Linked DNA regions of Sus scrofa: all the other regions are linked to region 3. A link is a contact called in public Hi-C data. All regions are on one chromosome and are shown on one strand. The core of a region is the stretch at or near the end of the contact, and the rest is flanking DNA. Distances in the headings are between cores, read along the strand shown.

What was found. A called contact is a pair of places that touch in the nucleus more often than the background predicts.
Region 1: a Hi-C map of embryonic fibroblasts shows a contact between it and region 3, with 2.1 times the contacts expected there. The contact joins the promoter of C4H1orf43 here to the promoter of ZBTB7B in region 3. A contact is called at or near these places in 1 of 47 Hi-C or Micro-C datasets (embryonic fibroblasts) and 1 of 2 datasets of contacts at active chromatin or transcription factors (alveolar macrophages).
Region 2: a contact with region 3 is called in a Hi-C map of embryonic fibroblasts, with 1.6 times the contacts expected there. The contact joins the promoter of IL6R here to the promoter of ZBTB7B in region 3. A contact is called at or near these places in 1 of 5 promoter capture datasets (liver), 1 of 47 Hi-C or Micro-C datasets (embryonic fibroblasts) and 1 of 2 datasets of contacts at active chromatin or transcription factors (alveolar macrophages).

Annotation. Positions count from the first base shown.
Region 1 is chr4:95,517,947-95,522,260 of Sscrofa11.1, reverse strand. It overlaps C4H1orf43 (chromosome 1 open reading frame 43 homologg), which reads right to left and starts at 2,258. Exons shown (of 7, transcript NM_001204390.1): 1 at 1,936-2,258; 2 at 1,442-1,543. The coding sequence starts at 2,001. It overlaps UBAP2L (ubiquitin-associated protein 2-like), which reads left to right and starts at 2,529. Exons shown (of 27, transcript XM_021089781.1): 1 at 2,529-2,631.
Region 2 is chr4:95,379,693-95,384,165 of Sscrofa11.1, reverse strand. It overlaps IL6R (interleukin 6 receptor), which reads left to right and starts at 3,099. Exons shown (of 10, transcript NM_214403.1): 1 at 3,099-3,183. The coding sequence starts at 3,099.
Region 3 is chr4:94,793,542-94,798,077 of Sscrofa11.1, reverse strand. ZBTB7B (zinc finger and BTB domain-containing protein 7B) reads left to right here and starts at 1,356. Exons shown (of 4, transcript XM_021089747.1): 1 at 1,356-1,473; 2 at 1,630-1,730.

The sequences.
Region 1 (4,314 bases), core at 1,009-3,508, 720 kb before region 3:
AATCTTGACCTCACCTAGCCCTGAGTGGAGAATTCTAATAGCCAAAGTTTTGATTGGTCCATGACATACTAGAAATCAACCCTATATTCCTTTTACAGAAAGCAGTTAGCATTTGCAGTACCGAGGGAACTTGGAGGCACTGTGGAAGTTTCAGCGTACAGCATCTTCTTTGAGGCTTTCCATGAAATATATCAACACGGAAAAGGAGGAGGAAATTATATCATTAGTTAAAGAAAGGAGTTCCTGTTGTGGTGCAGTGGAAACAATCCATGAGGATGCAGGTTCTATCCCTGGCCTCACTCAGTGGGTCAAAGATCTGGTGTTGCTGTGAGCTGTGGTGTAGGTTGCAGACACGGCTCGGGCTTTGACCTGGCACGACTGTGGCTGCAGTATAGGCCAGAGGCTACAGCTTCAATTTGACCCCTACCTAGCCTGGGAACTTCCATATGCTGCAGTGCAGGTTTGATCCCTGCCCTGGCAACTTCTGCATGCCCTGAACATGGCCAAACAAAGAGCAGCAGACACCTTTTACCCAAAAGTGGAAGACAGAAGCAGCAGGATAGGGGTGGCAATGGGGTATCAAGAGTTCTGACTTAGACATTTTAGGTATGAGATGCTTATCACATCTACTTGGAAATTTTTAGGTAGGCAATTGGATGTGTAAGGATAGAACTCTTAGGAAAGAGGTATGGGATAGAGATACAATTTAAAAGTGGAAGACAGAAGAAGCAGGATAGGGGTGGCAGTGGGGTATCAAGAGTTATGACTTAGACATTTTAGGTTTGAGATGCTTATCAGACATCTACTTGGAAATGTTAGGTAGGCAACTGCATATACAAGGATAGAACTCAAGAAAAAGGTATGGGATAGAGATAAAATTTCGTCAGTAGATATTTAAAGCCAAGGAAAGGAAGGCAATTACCTAATAACTTAGTTGCTCACTTCCTGTATACACTCAGGTAAGTAGCTTCCTTTTCTTAAGTTTCAATTTGTAACATGAATGACGGAACTAGATGACTTACAGGGCCTTTATAAATCTAAAGTTGTGCAAAGGCAACCATTCTCACTGATCTGGGGTTAAGTTTAACCACCCTAATCCCATCCTAAGACAAAATTAGAAAAAAACCGCCCAAATAGCACAAAGTAGCCTAAGTTTAACTGGGAAATATACCACAATGTTTTGGGAATCTTAATCCAAGTCCTCCGTTGTGCATATGCAAAAACTTAAGCTCCTGGATAAGCTGCATGCTGTGCCATAACAGTGAACAGGTATGCCAAGACCCAAGATGACTTTTATTGCTCAATATACTAAAGTCAGCGCATGGGTAACTAAACGAGAAAACGTGGGAATTAAGTCAGTTCTAAAGGCAAAGTAAATCTTATTCTGGGCCGTAATAAATCAGAAGAATCAGGCGGCCTATCTCGTACCTTAAGGACCTACCTTGGGAGCATTGTGTCCCACAGGGACATGAGGGCCCCTTCGGGATTTCATTGCAAAGCGCATGATTTGCCTCTTCACAAAAATAAATAGCAGTACAAACACCTGTCCAAAAAATGAAAAAAGTAAAGAATCTTTAATTAAATCGTTCCAAAAAAAATGCCTTCGTTTCAAATCCCCCAATTCGGGTTCTCGAGGATGCTTTGGGTAAAAAAGTTGGGGCAAAGCAAGGCCATCAGCGACGGGGTGGATACAGGGAAGCCTGCAGCGGAGAGGCGTGAGGGTCTGCATCCTAGGGTTTAGAGGGAGGGTTCTCGGCTAGAGGCGGGGCGGTCCGAGTCGGTGACTTCTGCTCCCAGGTACTCCTGGGATAGGAGTCAAAGCCCAGAAAAAAGCGCAGGTGAGTGGGTGGAGAATGAAGACAGGGCGCTGCTCAAGAGGAGGGCCTTTACTGGGTCAGACGCGACAGCAGGGACGGGTGGGGGAAATCTCCTCACCAGGCTCCCGTAGGCCATCACCAGCACGACATTCACGCCGGACAGCCAATTACTGCCAGACGCCATGGCCTCCCCACCCTGCGCAGAACTGCTCCGGTTTACCCCGCTGCACTGCCTCGTCAGCCCGGGCTCCGCCGAGGCAACAGCGCTTGGGTTCCCTGAAGCGCCCCGGCCATTTCCTTACGGGGAAAGACCAAAGCTGACCGGGCCTGAAAACATGGCGGTTGGGGGGGCTAGGAAAGAAGAACGACGCCTTCCCGCTTCCCCCCAACACGTGACTCAGGCACGCAATGGCAACCGGGACCCGCGGGTGCGGAGACGCGGAACTAAGCCAGTAAGAGGAAGCCGAGGCCATCCGTGCGTCACGTGGTAGAGGCGGGGCCGCAGCGGAGGAGGCGGGGCGGACGCGCCGAGCCGGAGTGAGGTGTCTCGTGGCGGGGCGGCACGCGCACGCTTGCGTGCGCGTCCCTTTTCGCGTCACGTGCTGGGGGACGCAGGAAGGCAAGTGGGAGGGGGAAGGCGCGAGAGCGAGCGCGAGAGGGAAAAGGAGGGAGGGGGGTGGGGAGGAGGGAACCTTATATCACGTGACAGGGGCGGCGCGGCCCGGGGTGTCAGTGTGGAGGAGACTGAGGTAAAGTTGGGAGCGCAGCGGCGTTGGCGGCGGCGGCGGCGGCAGCGGCAGCGCGGCGGGGCCGGGTATTGTCCGCGGCCCCTTTAAATCCGCGATCCCCCTTTTACCCTCCCTCTTTTCTTCCCTATCCCCGCCGTATCCCCCTCCCTCGGTAGGCCCCCCCCCGCACCGTGTGTTCCCCACTGTACACCCCCCCCACCTAGTCGTGCGAGTCCTGGCGCCCCCCCACCCCTCGAGTCGGCCGCTGGAGGTTTTGTTTATGGTTGGGTTCGCGGCCTACTGGGCCGCGCCAGAGCCGGGGCCTCGATTTGGGAGCGTGGCCGGGGCGGGGCTTGGGGCAGCTGGAGGGGGGGCCATGCGGCTAGAGCCTGAGAGGGGGAGAGCGAGAAAGAGCGCGAGCGAGCGAGGCCTGGGCCTTGCCTGAGGTAGGGGCCTCTCTCTACCCTGGTCGGTGCCTGTGGAGAAAACGAGAAGGCCTCCTCCCTTTCCAACCCTCTGCGGGCCTCCTCTGATCCGGATCCGGCCTGGTTTGGGGGTGGCGGGGGGGGGGGATGGGGGAGGGAGGGCGTTGGGGTGGAGCTGCCCCAAACTCCCCCATGTGGCCCTCAGTTTGGAGTGCGGAGGATTAATTTGTTCCGGGTGGGAGGTAAGGAGGCGATTGGCCCCGTGAGCTCCCGATGTGGCGCTGAACGAGGTGAGCCTCCCATCCTCCGCGCGTGGGCTTGCGTCCCCTCTCCGTTTCCAGCCTCTTTGTCAGCTCCTCTTATTACCCTTCCTTCTTTCTCACCGCCCAGGCTCTCGAAATATATTTTTTTGCTGCTGTCTTTGGCTTCCTGTCGTCCATACTGTAGTTTTGGGTACCCCAAACAATTATGCTATTTGGGAGGCTGGGCATACAGGCTCCCAGAGGATGTATTACGCCTAAGGGACGTAATTAGAGCAGTAGGGTATTTGTCCAATCTTCTCATAGTGGGACAGAAATTCCAAATTTCTTCAGACCCTTCACCTTGTGGACAGTCGCTAAATTGCTTTGCAAACTGATGTCACAAACAGGAGGCTGCTCCTTTTCCACCGTTCTTGAAATGTAGCCATCTCTGGTGTAGGATGTTGTGGGGGGAAAAAAAAAACCAAACAAACCACCACAGTAACAGGCCTTTTTTGGTGTTATTGTTATCCCTTTTGCTTTTGATTGTCCCTGATTGTTAGATGGAGAACTCCTTTTTTGTTTCCTCCCCATCCACCTTACACTGCCCATATCTTTTGCTTTGGGGATATCTGATGCTGGGAGGTGACAGGGGTCAGTGACAACCCTCATTACTGGAGAACTAAAACGTTTTGGCTTCTCATAGATTGATAAAACTGCTTTGAGATCCTACAACCATTGTCCTTAAAGATTATCCTATTCCAGTGATTATTTCCGTTGTGAACGGGAAGTCGGAAAGTATTGCTGGCATGTAAACTAATGGTGAAAGGCCTTAAAATGTACTGTTTTGGTTTTGATTTTTAAAGCCCCTACTTGCTAAATGTGTCCTAACTGGGAAGTACTCTTTTTTAAATTAGATTCAAATTGATGGGGAAGAGGATGCAGGGGTCATTGCTGCAGAGCATCTAGGGGAATTATTTGCTCTGTTAGAGGTACCAAGCCTTACCCACCCCCTCCTCCAGCTTCAGAGTTTCTGAATTGTTTCTCAAATTAGATTGTAAGCTCCCTGAGGGCAGCAACCAAGTTATATTGCTTTTGTATTTCC
Region 2 (4,473 bases), core at 1,850-4,349, 580 kb before region 3:
CCCTCCATGTACCACGCCCTGCTCAGCAGTGCAGATAATGGGGTGGTGAACAAAGTCAGCGTGGGGTTCTGAGGTGGCACAGAGACAGACCACCTAATCCGACCTCGGAGATGATAGGCGTCCAGGGAGGCAAGGAAGAGAGAAGACACCTCACCTCCCTGGAGGAGACATCCCAGCCAACTTTTAAGGGTAAGTGGAATGTAGGACAATGAGGGGAATTTCTGGCAGAGGGAATAGCTTGAACAAAGGTGTGGAGGTAAGAAGCCATAAATAGGAGTTCCCGGGGTGGCGCATCAGAAACGAATCCAGGAGTTCCCGTCGTGGCACCGTGGTTAACGAATCCGACTAGGAACCATGAGGTTGCGGGTTCGGTCCCTGCCCTTGCTCAGTGGGTTAACGAACCGGCATTGCCGTGAGCTGTGGTGTAGGTTGCAGATGCGGCTCGGATCCCGCGTTGCTGTGTCTCTGGCGTAGGCCGGTGGCTACAGCTCTGATTCGACCCCTAGCCTGGGAACCTCCATATGCCGCGGGAGCGGCCCAAGAAATAGCAACAACAACAACAACAACAAAAAGACAAAAGACAAAAAAAGACAAAAAAAAAAAACCAAAAACGAATCCAACTAGGAACCATGAGGTTTCGGATTCGATCCCTGGCCTTGCTCAGTGGGTTAAGGATCTGGCGTTGCCGTGAGCTGTGGTGTGGGTCGCAGAGGCGGCTTGGATCCCAAGTTGCTGTGGCTGTGGTGGAGGCTGGCAGCCATAGCTCCGATTAGACCCCTAGCCTGGGAACCTCCATATGCCGCGGGTGTGGCCCTAAAAAGGCAAAAGACAAAAAAAAAAAAAAAAAAAAAAGCCGTAATAATATTGTAGAAACGTATTTATATTCAGAAAATGAGGTTGAGAAAATAAAGATGGGCCAGATCTTTTAATATGAACCACAATACCAGCAATTTGCATATTGTTGTTCTCATCTTACACATCAGGAAATAGAGACTCAGAGAGGTTAAGTAACTTGCCCAAGTCACACAGCCAGCAAATGGCAGAGCTGAGATGGAAACACTATCTGTCTGACTCCCGGCTGATGGATTAGAGATGGGAAGGCCCCCTTTGGTGCAGGAGCCAGGTGGGGTCTGAGACACCTGTTCTTGGGCTTCAATAGCCCTCTTTCAAACTCACCTATCTGAACAGAAGGCTTTCTGCAGCCTTCTGGTTTTAGACTGCAGCTTGTAGTCCCTCTTTGATCATTTTCAGGTCTGTATCTGCCACAAGTAGGGGGAGGGGCAACCACAGTGGGAGCCCCACCGCAATGTCATTTTATTTATTATTTATTTTTTATTATTTAAAAAAATTTTTAGTGCTATACAGCAGGATCTCATTGCCTATCCATTCCAAAGGCAATTGTTTGCCACTATTAATCATATTTATTTTATTATTTTTGAGGGCCACACCTGTGGCCTGTGAAATTTCTCGGGCAAGGACTGAACCCGTGCCACAGCAGTGATCCGAGTCACAGGAGCGACAATGCTGGATCCTTAATCCACTGAGCCACCAAGGAATTTTAAACAGCAGGAGAAAGGGCCAGTGCCAAAAGATCTACCTTCCAACATGTTTTTTTCCCTCGCCTGTGGGTGTGGCTGGAGCAAGCCCACCCAAACCAGCCTCTGGCATGGGGTGGGTCGGGGCAGGTGCCTGGTTCTGCCAAGCACTGCTGATGGGAGGTTCCCACAGAGAAACCTAGAAGCACGCCGGCTGCATTGCAGAAACCCTATTTCTTCAGGCCGGATCCTATCCCCTGGGGGCTTCCACCAAACCATGCCCACTCCTGCTGCCCCAGGAGCCTTGGTCCTGGTCCTGAAGCCCAAAGTGGAAAAGCACATCTTCATAGGCACTTGCTGGGCCAGAAACTTCTCAGCCTAGACCTTATTTCAGTAATTTTCATTCCTTCCAAACTCAGCTCTGAGGCCACCTGTCAGATTCAGGGTCCCTGGGGAACCTTGGTGGGCCCTTTAAAGAGATGGTTGTGGTTGCTTCTGAAAGCCAAGTACCAGTTTCTATCTATCACATCAGGAGGGTGGACGTGCCTGTTTTGACATCGATGGAGCACCTGTGGTCTGGACCCTGTGTCAAGTGTGTAGATCTTTATAACCATGGTATCTTCATAACCATCCTGATATTGACTTTCTTATCTCTCTCTGACATAAGAGGAAACAGAAACTCAAAAGATTTCACACAGCTGTCACAGAAGGTGGAGGTCTGGAGGGGATACTTCCATTTGGAAGCTTCCAGAGCCCAAATCTGTCCCTGGCCTGTGCTGCAGGGAACACAGGCACGGAGAAAGGATGAACCTTTACTCTATCGAGGATCTCGATGCCCGAGCCTCATCCCAGATCCATTAAGTCAGAATCAAATCCATTAAATCTCTGGGCGTGAAGCGATACATCGGTGGCTTTGGGGGCTCCCCGAGTGATTCCGAGGGGGCAGAAAGGGCTGCCAATCGCTGCTTTACTCTAACAGTAAGAGGCACATCGCCTCCTCCAGGCTCTCCAGGTGCTCCTTTCACAGAGTAATCCTGGTCACGAAACCAAAAATCAAAACCGAGCTGGTGGCGTCTAATTCTCCTGTTCTCATCAATAGAAGGAGAGGGAGGGAGAGTTCGCCCCCGCTGGGCTCGGGGCTCAGGGCCTCGCGGCTCAGGTGCGGCGCTGCGGCCGGAAGCCACCCCCTCCGCTCGGCCGGTGCGCGGGGCTGTTGCGCCATCCGCTCCGGCTTTCGTAACAGCACTCTGGGCCGGCCGAGAGACGACTCCAGCGCGAGTTCCTCAAATGTTTTCCTGCGTTGCCAGGACCGTCCGCTGCTCTGAGTCATGTGCAAGTGGGAAGTCGCACTGACAAGGAGCCCAGCCAGAGGGAGCCGAGTCGAGTGCGGCGCGGGGCTCGGGGACTAGCCTTGCGTGCTGAGCGCGGGCCCCCCGGGGATGGGGGCTGCCCTCGGGGCTTGAGCCCGCCCGCCGCCCCGCCCCGGCCGCCCGGCCGCCCGGCCGCCCGCCCGCCTGCCTGGCTGCCTCTCTGGGATCATGGGGCATTAGCTGAGGAGGAAGCATGCTGGCCGTCCGCTGCGCGCTTCTGACCGCTCTGCTTGCCGCGCCCGGGATGGCGCTGGCCCCGAGGGGCTGCTCCAAACTGGGTAAGGGCTTCGGGCGCACCTGAAGGGCTTGGACAGCTGGTGGGTGGGGGAACCTCTGCGGCTGCCGCAGACTCAGGGCAGCGGAGGGAGGCAGGAGGGGTGACGGCCCCCCCTGGTCGGGGCTAGTTTGGGTCCCCGCGGCACAAGGTGCGGTCCCGGGCTGCCCCGGCTGTCCGGTGGCGGCCCCTCGCTCGCGCGCCCCCTGCTGCGTCCTGCGCCTTTGGCCGGGCGCGCTCTCCCCGTGACGGCTCTGTGGCCGGGAAGCTCCCTGCGGTCTGCGTCCAGGACAAGGTGTGTTCTCGTATGTCCTTCCCAGGGCCCCCGGGAATCCTTACACAGCTGTCCCGGGTTACTTTAAGAGGCGATGCCCTAGCGGAGTGGAGTTCTTGCCCGGGGCGTCCTTGGTACCAGCGCCCCGTTTGCCCCTCAGCTTTGGGGAAGGCACTCCTCCTGGCTCTCCCCTCCGCCCCCTGGGTTCATGTGTGGATGACAGTGCCTTGACTGTGAAGGGACTGATTTCATGGGCTCTGAGTCACGGACTCTCCCGCTGCCTTGTTGCCGGCACTCGCTTAGGCAGACACGAGCTCTAGCAAGCTGGATGCCTACCCCCTGAGAATTGAGGCCAAGTGGGGAGGCTGGCCAGGGATTGGGGCGGCTTGAGGCTGGCACACACTGGACTCCACTGCCAGACCACAGGAGGGGGAGGCAGGGGGACAGGGGGCACTTGTTGCTCCTGCGGACTGTAATCCGCCTCTGGCCGGCAGTCCTTTCTCTGGGCTCTGGCGGCATGCCCAGCTGCGTGTCTAGTCGCTCCTCTGGAGGAGCCGGGCAACTGTTTGTCCAGAGGTTTATTTTAGGGTCTGAGGGCTTCTTTGAGGACACAGTGGAAAACCATGCGGGCAGCCGGCAGGCTTCTGGGAACGGATTGCTGGCGAGGTGGGGGCTCTGGCTTTCACTGCTAGAAGGCACTGCTAGACCCCACGGTGCTCCTGCCCCAATGAACACCCACCCTCTGCCTGTCTCTCACTCCCTGCTGCAGAGAGCTAGAGGCTGATGTGCCTGCAGCTCTCTGCTTTCTGAATGGTTGTGTTCCTTGGCTTTGGAAGAGGAAGGTGAAGGGATTCTTTTTCTTGGCACACATTTATAACTCCTGTGGGTAGTAGCCATTGTTGATGGAGGCCTCTGGTGCTTGACATGAGTTTTCTAATCCTTCACCACGGGATCTAAATCTTACTTGGTTCCAAAGAAGAGACTGAGGGTCACAGAGGTTGGGATAGGAGGTTGTCAGGC
Region 3 (4,536 bases), core at 107-2,606:
GGCGCCGCCCATTGTGGTCCAACAGGTTGAGCTGGTGTCCCGCGGAGCCACCTGCTGGAAAGGGAGGGAGGCCCCCTGCGGAGGGGGCTGGGGTTGGAGAAAGCAAGTCCGACCCGGTTCGGCCCGGCCGGCCGCGGGGAGCGGAACCTGGCCCGCGGTAGCCGGATTTGAATCCGTTTTACACTAGTGGGAGGGGCTCTTTGGGGTACGTAGCGCCGCAGGCCCAGTTGGAAGCGTCCCACACGCGCTACCTTCCTCAGTTGGGGGCACTGAAGTACATATCCTGGTCCCCCCGCAAACCCATTCTAAAAGACTCAGCCCCCCCCCCCTGCCACTTGGATCTCGGAGCGAATTCAAGTCCAGAGGTCCCTCCTTCACGGAGACTCAGTTTCTCCACTTAGGGGACGACGGATGGAGGCGGGGAGCAGGAGTGTGTGCTTGCCTCCCCCTCCCCCTTCGTGGACTTGGCCCCTCCCCTCTGACAATGCCAAGGCCGCAGCGGGCACCGGCTGGAGCTCAGAGGCTGCTTGCCCAGGGCGCCGTTCCCTCCCTGCGGGGCGCTGTCACGCGTGGGGAGGGACGCAGGGTGCCTGCAGCCTCAACTCCCCCGCTCCCTCTAAGGGGCGGGGGGCTGGGGCGTAGGAGCTGGAGTTGATGGCCGGGTGGTTCCCCTCCCCCTACCTCCTGGGGCCCTGACCTGATTCTAGCCCCTCACGGGACCCCCTCCTTCAATCCCCTAAATCCCCGCCTCGCCCCCACCTAGGCTATCTTTAACCTCCTCATACCCTTCCCTCCTGAGGCGCTGACCCTACAGAAGCCCCTCTGGGAGGAGTGGGAGCCCTTGATGGGGGTGCTCGGTTCCCTGGCCGCTGCGGACACTGCCCCCTCCTCTTCCCCTCCTCCAGGTTTCGGGCCAGTCCCTCGGCTCCGCCCCCTCCCTGGAAGAACGCAAGGCGGGACCCACTTGAGATGGGCAGGTGTTCAGGCCAATGGGTGGACAGGGCGGTGGAGTGCAGGGGGCAGGGCGGAGCTGCGGCGGAGGGCTGGAAGGGGGTCGAGGGCGGAGCTAGAGTTAAGGTGGACTGGGAGAGATAGGAGCAAGAGGAGAGGGAGAGGGAGAGGGAGGGGGGGAGAAGGACCGCGGCAGGTGAAGGGAGAAAGAGAGAAGGAAGGAAGGAGGGAAAAGAGGAGGGTGGGAAAGGCTCGGAGAGCAAAGTAAGAGCTTGGAAGAAGAGAGCGAAAAAGGAGGGAGGGATCCATTTGCGCCCTGCAGAGACTGGCTGGACCAAGGGGTTGAAGTTTATGTCCTTATTGGGCGGAGGGAGGGGGCCTGGGGGGGCGGGTGAAAAACCAGGAAGTGACAGAGGGTGTTGCTAAGGGTGGGGGGGAGTTTGGGGGGTGGCAGGGGGCGGGGGGAGGGAGGGGAGGGATGGGGGGAAAGCAAGCAGGAGGACAGGTGAGACAGCAGGACAGGTGAGGCGGGCCCTGAGGGGGGGGCGGGTGGGAGCCAGGTGAATGTACGGTTCTCAGCGGCCGAGGGGGGGCGGGCGGCAGGAGGAGGCAGAGGGCTGCGGAGGAGGAGCCCCCCAGCAGAGAGCGGCGAGCCACTGACCGCGGCCTTCTGACCAGGACCGGAGCAGGGCCCCAAGCCCCCGGGCCTGGCCGGGGACGCGTTTCTCCCCACACCCTGAGCCTCAGCAGCTCCAGCCAGCGGACCCAAAGGCGGAGAGGTGAGTGTACCCCATTTTTGTCTCCTGCCTCAGGGTCCCCTAGGCTTGAGACTACTGCAGTGTCCTTCGTCCGTCCTGAAAGTGGGACCCCCCCCACACACGCATGCAGACCAGATTCCCACCACTCCCCTTCCCGGTGCCTTCCCAATACTCCGGGTCTTTGGAATTGATTTTAACTGGGAGGAAAGGTAGAGATGGAACTACGGCTGCCCCCCCCAACCCAAGGCCGAGGGTCCCGCAGAAACTTTCTCTGCACTTCTGGAATCAGACAGACTGGCGGCTCCGGGATGGAGAGAGGGTGAGGCGGCGCTGAGCGCTCCCCCAGTCTCCTTCGTGACTTTAGGGGGAGACCCCCGACCCGACCGAGTTGAGGGAATGGAAATGCTGACGGACTCTAACTAGGACAACGCTCCCCCCCACCCCCACCGCGCCCCCTGGCGCGGTGGGTTGGACCCGGGCCAGTTGCATGGGGGGTGGGGGGAGCACTGGAGGAGCCGCGGCTTGGGGGAAAGTTACCGGCTGGACTATTCGGTTTCTTGCGCTTCCAGAGCTGCGCTCTCTTGCCGACAGTGGGGCTCAGCGACAACCTCCGAATGACTTAGAAAGACCCCTCTCTTTGCCGCCCCTCTATCTCACTCTCTTCGTTCAGGCTCCAGTACCGCCGCCACCTTTTCAAAGCCAGCTCCTGCCCCTAGAACCTAGGAGCCAGGGTGGGCGACTGGGAAGAATTCTCCCTACCACCCGTCTCCCCCACCGGCGCCGGCGCACCTGCCCCTACCCCGGGTGGGGGTCTCTACTGTGTTGTTGTAGAACCTAGTCTGAGCGCCGCTGGCAGAGGGCTGCCATTCAAAGGGGTGGGGGGCGCTGCTTTCAATTTCCAGCTTTCTCTCTCCCCTCCCACCCCACACCAAGTAAGAGAGCGACGTGTCCCGGCCAGAGCGAAGGGGGGGCCTGGGTGTGGGGGGGCGGCGTGGGCAGCGGGTTGTGCCCGGACACGTGCCTGCCCGGGCGCCCCGGCCCTGCTGGTGTTTGGAGAGAGGGCGGGTCCCCTGCCCCCCGCCCCGCACAACCCCCACGTATCAAAGGGCGGCTGAGACGTGGTGAGACCTCGGGGCGCCCTGGGGGGGGGGCAGGGAGCCCGGGTCCGGAGCAGGGGAGGGGCAGAGGCGCGGGTGCTAGCTGACCCACAGGAAACGAGCGCTGCTGACCTAGTTTGGGACACCGGAAGTGGGTGCTGGGGAGTGGGGGAGACCAGCAGGCTGTCCTGGCTTCCGGGCCAGGTGGAGGGTGTTCTTGAATTGACCCCCACCTGAATGCCTCAGAGACCCCTAGCTGCAGCTGAGGCCGGGCATGAGTCAGTGGAGCTATTTCCCCCTTCCCCCAACTTATTCCTGGAGGAGGGGACACTGTCAGGAGCAGGGGGCTCCAGATTGGGCAGCGAGGGGTTAAACAAGATGGGAACTCTCTGTTCCCTGAGGGTGTATATGTGTAGGGGGGTGAGGCCTGGAGGATTATGGGGTTGTCTCCTGCTCCCCCCCACACACCAACTGGTTTGGTCACCCCTGTACCCGCCTGGCACTGCTGGGAGAGCTGGCATGGAGTGGGCATCAGGTTGGGAGGGGAGAGTAGGCATATGGAGTGTTGTGCTGGGCCGGAGAAGGACATATTTGTGACTGAGCTTGGGTAGCAGTTAGTGTTCCTCCTTCGCGGTGACTGGGGAGAAGGGTAGGGGGCTCCCCCTGGAGCAGCTGATGAAATAAGAAGAAATCTCTGTCAGTGCCTCCTGTCCCAGGCCCCCGGGACCCTGGCTCCCCCAGCGTGCCTCTGTTACATGGTTGCTGTGGGCACGACGCAGCCTGCTTGGCCCCTCCTAGACACTGTCCCTTCCCTTGGGTACCACACCACCCCCATTCTTAGCACAGGGGTCAAGAAGGGGTTAATACCACCCAAAAGGGGCTCAAGGGAAGAAAGAAGGCAGTGCCCACTAGGCTCAGGTGTCAAGGAGAGAGGCCCGCTCTAATGGGGCCCTCTCACCACTGCTCAGCTCTGGCTGACATGGACCCCAGTGACTGGGAGACAGGTGCTGACCTCGTCCCCCTTCCCCATGGTGCCCCCTGGCACCCAGGGCCCCCAGCTCCTCCTTGGCCCAGTGCCCGCCCTGGGAGGGCGCGGCGGGCAGCGGGGGCTGGGCTAACAATGCACCATCGGGCCCTTTGTGTGCTTGCACTTGGCACCCTGGGGAAGGGTGGGGGAGGGGGCCCAGCGGGCATGGGGGGCGGAGCGCCTCTGGGGTGGGGACAGTGAAGGCTGGGGGAGAGAAGCAGAGAATGAAAGCAGGTGGGGAGGAAAGGGAAGTAGGTCAGATAGGGTGCTGGTCCCCCATTCCAAGCCAAGGCCGAGAGAACCAGCCCCTGATCCTATGGCTGCCCAGATGGCATCATGCTGCCTGAGGCACTGCCTAGTACTGGGCATTTGGGGTCAGAAGTCACTGCCCAGAGGCCTGCTCAGATGGAAGAGTGTTGCCCTGGTACTGCCCCCTTCTTGGTGGCTGAGAGACCCAGTTCTGGCCCAAAGCCGAGGTCCTAAAACAGGTAGTAGATGGGCTCCAGGCCGGGCACTGCCCTCTGATAGAAGCCTCTGGGCCTGCTTCAGGGCTTCCTGCCTCCAGCCGGCTCAGCTCCCTGACCTTCTGAGTGAAGACCGCCCTGCCACCAGGCCTTGGGGCCTATGCCTGTTTTGGCCTAAGGCTGAAGAGGAGGGTGGGGGAGGAAGGTGGGGACAGGCAGAGGGATAGGACCCTGGCATG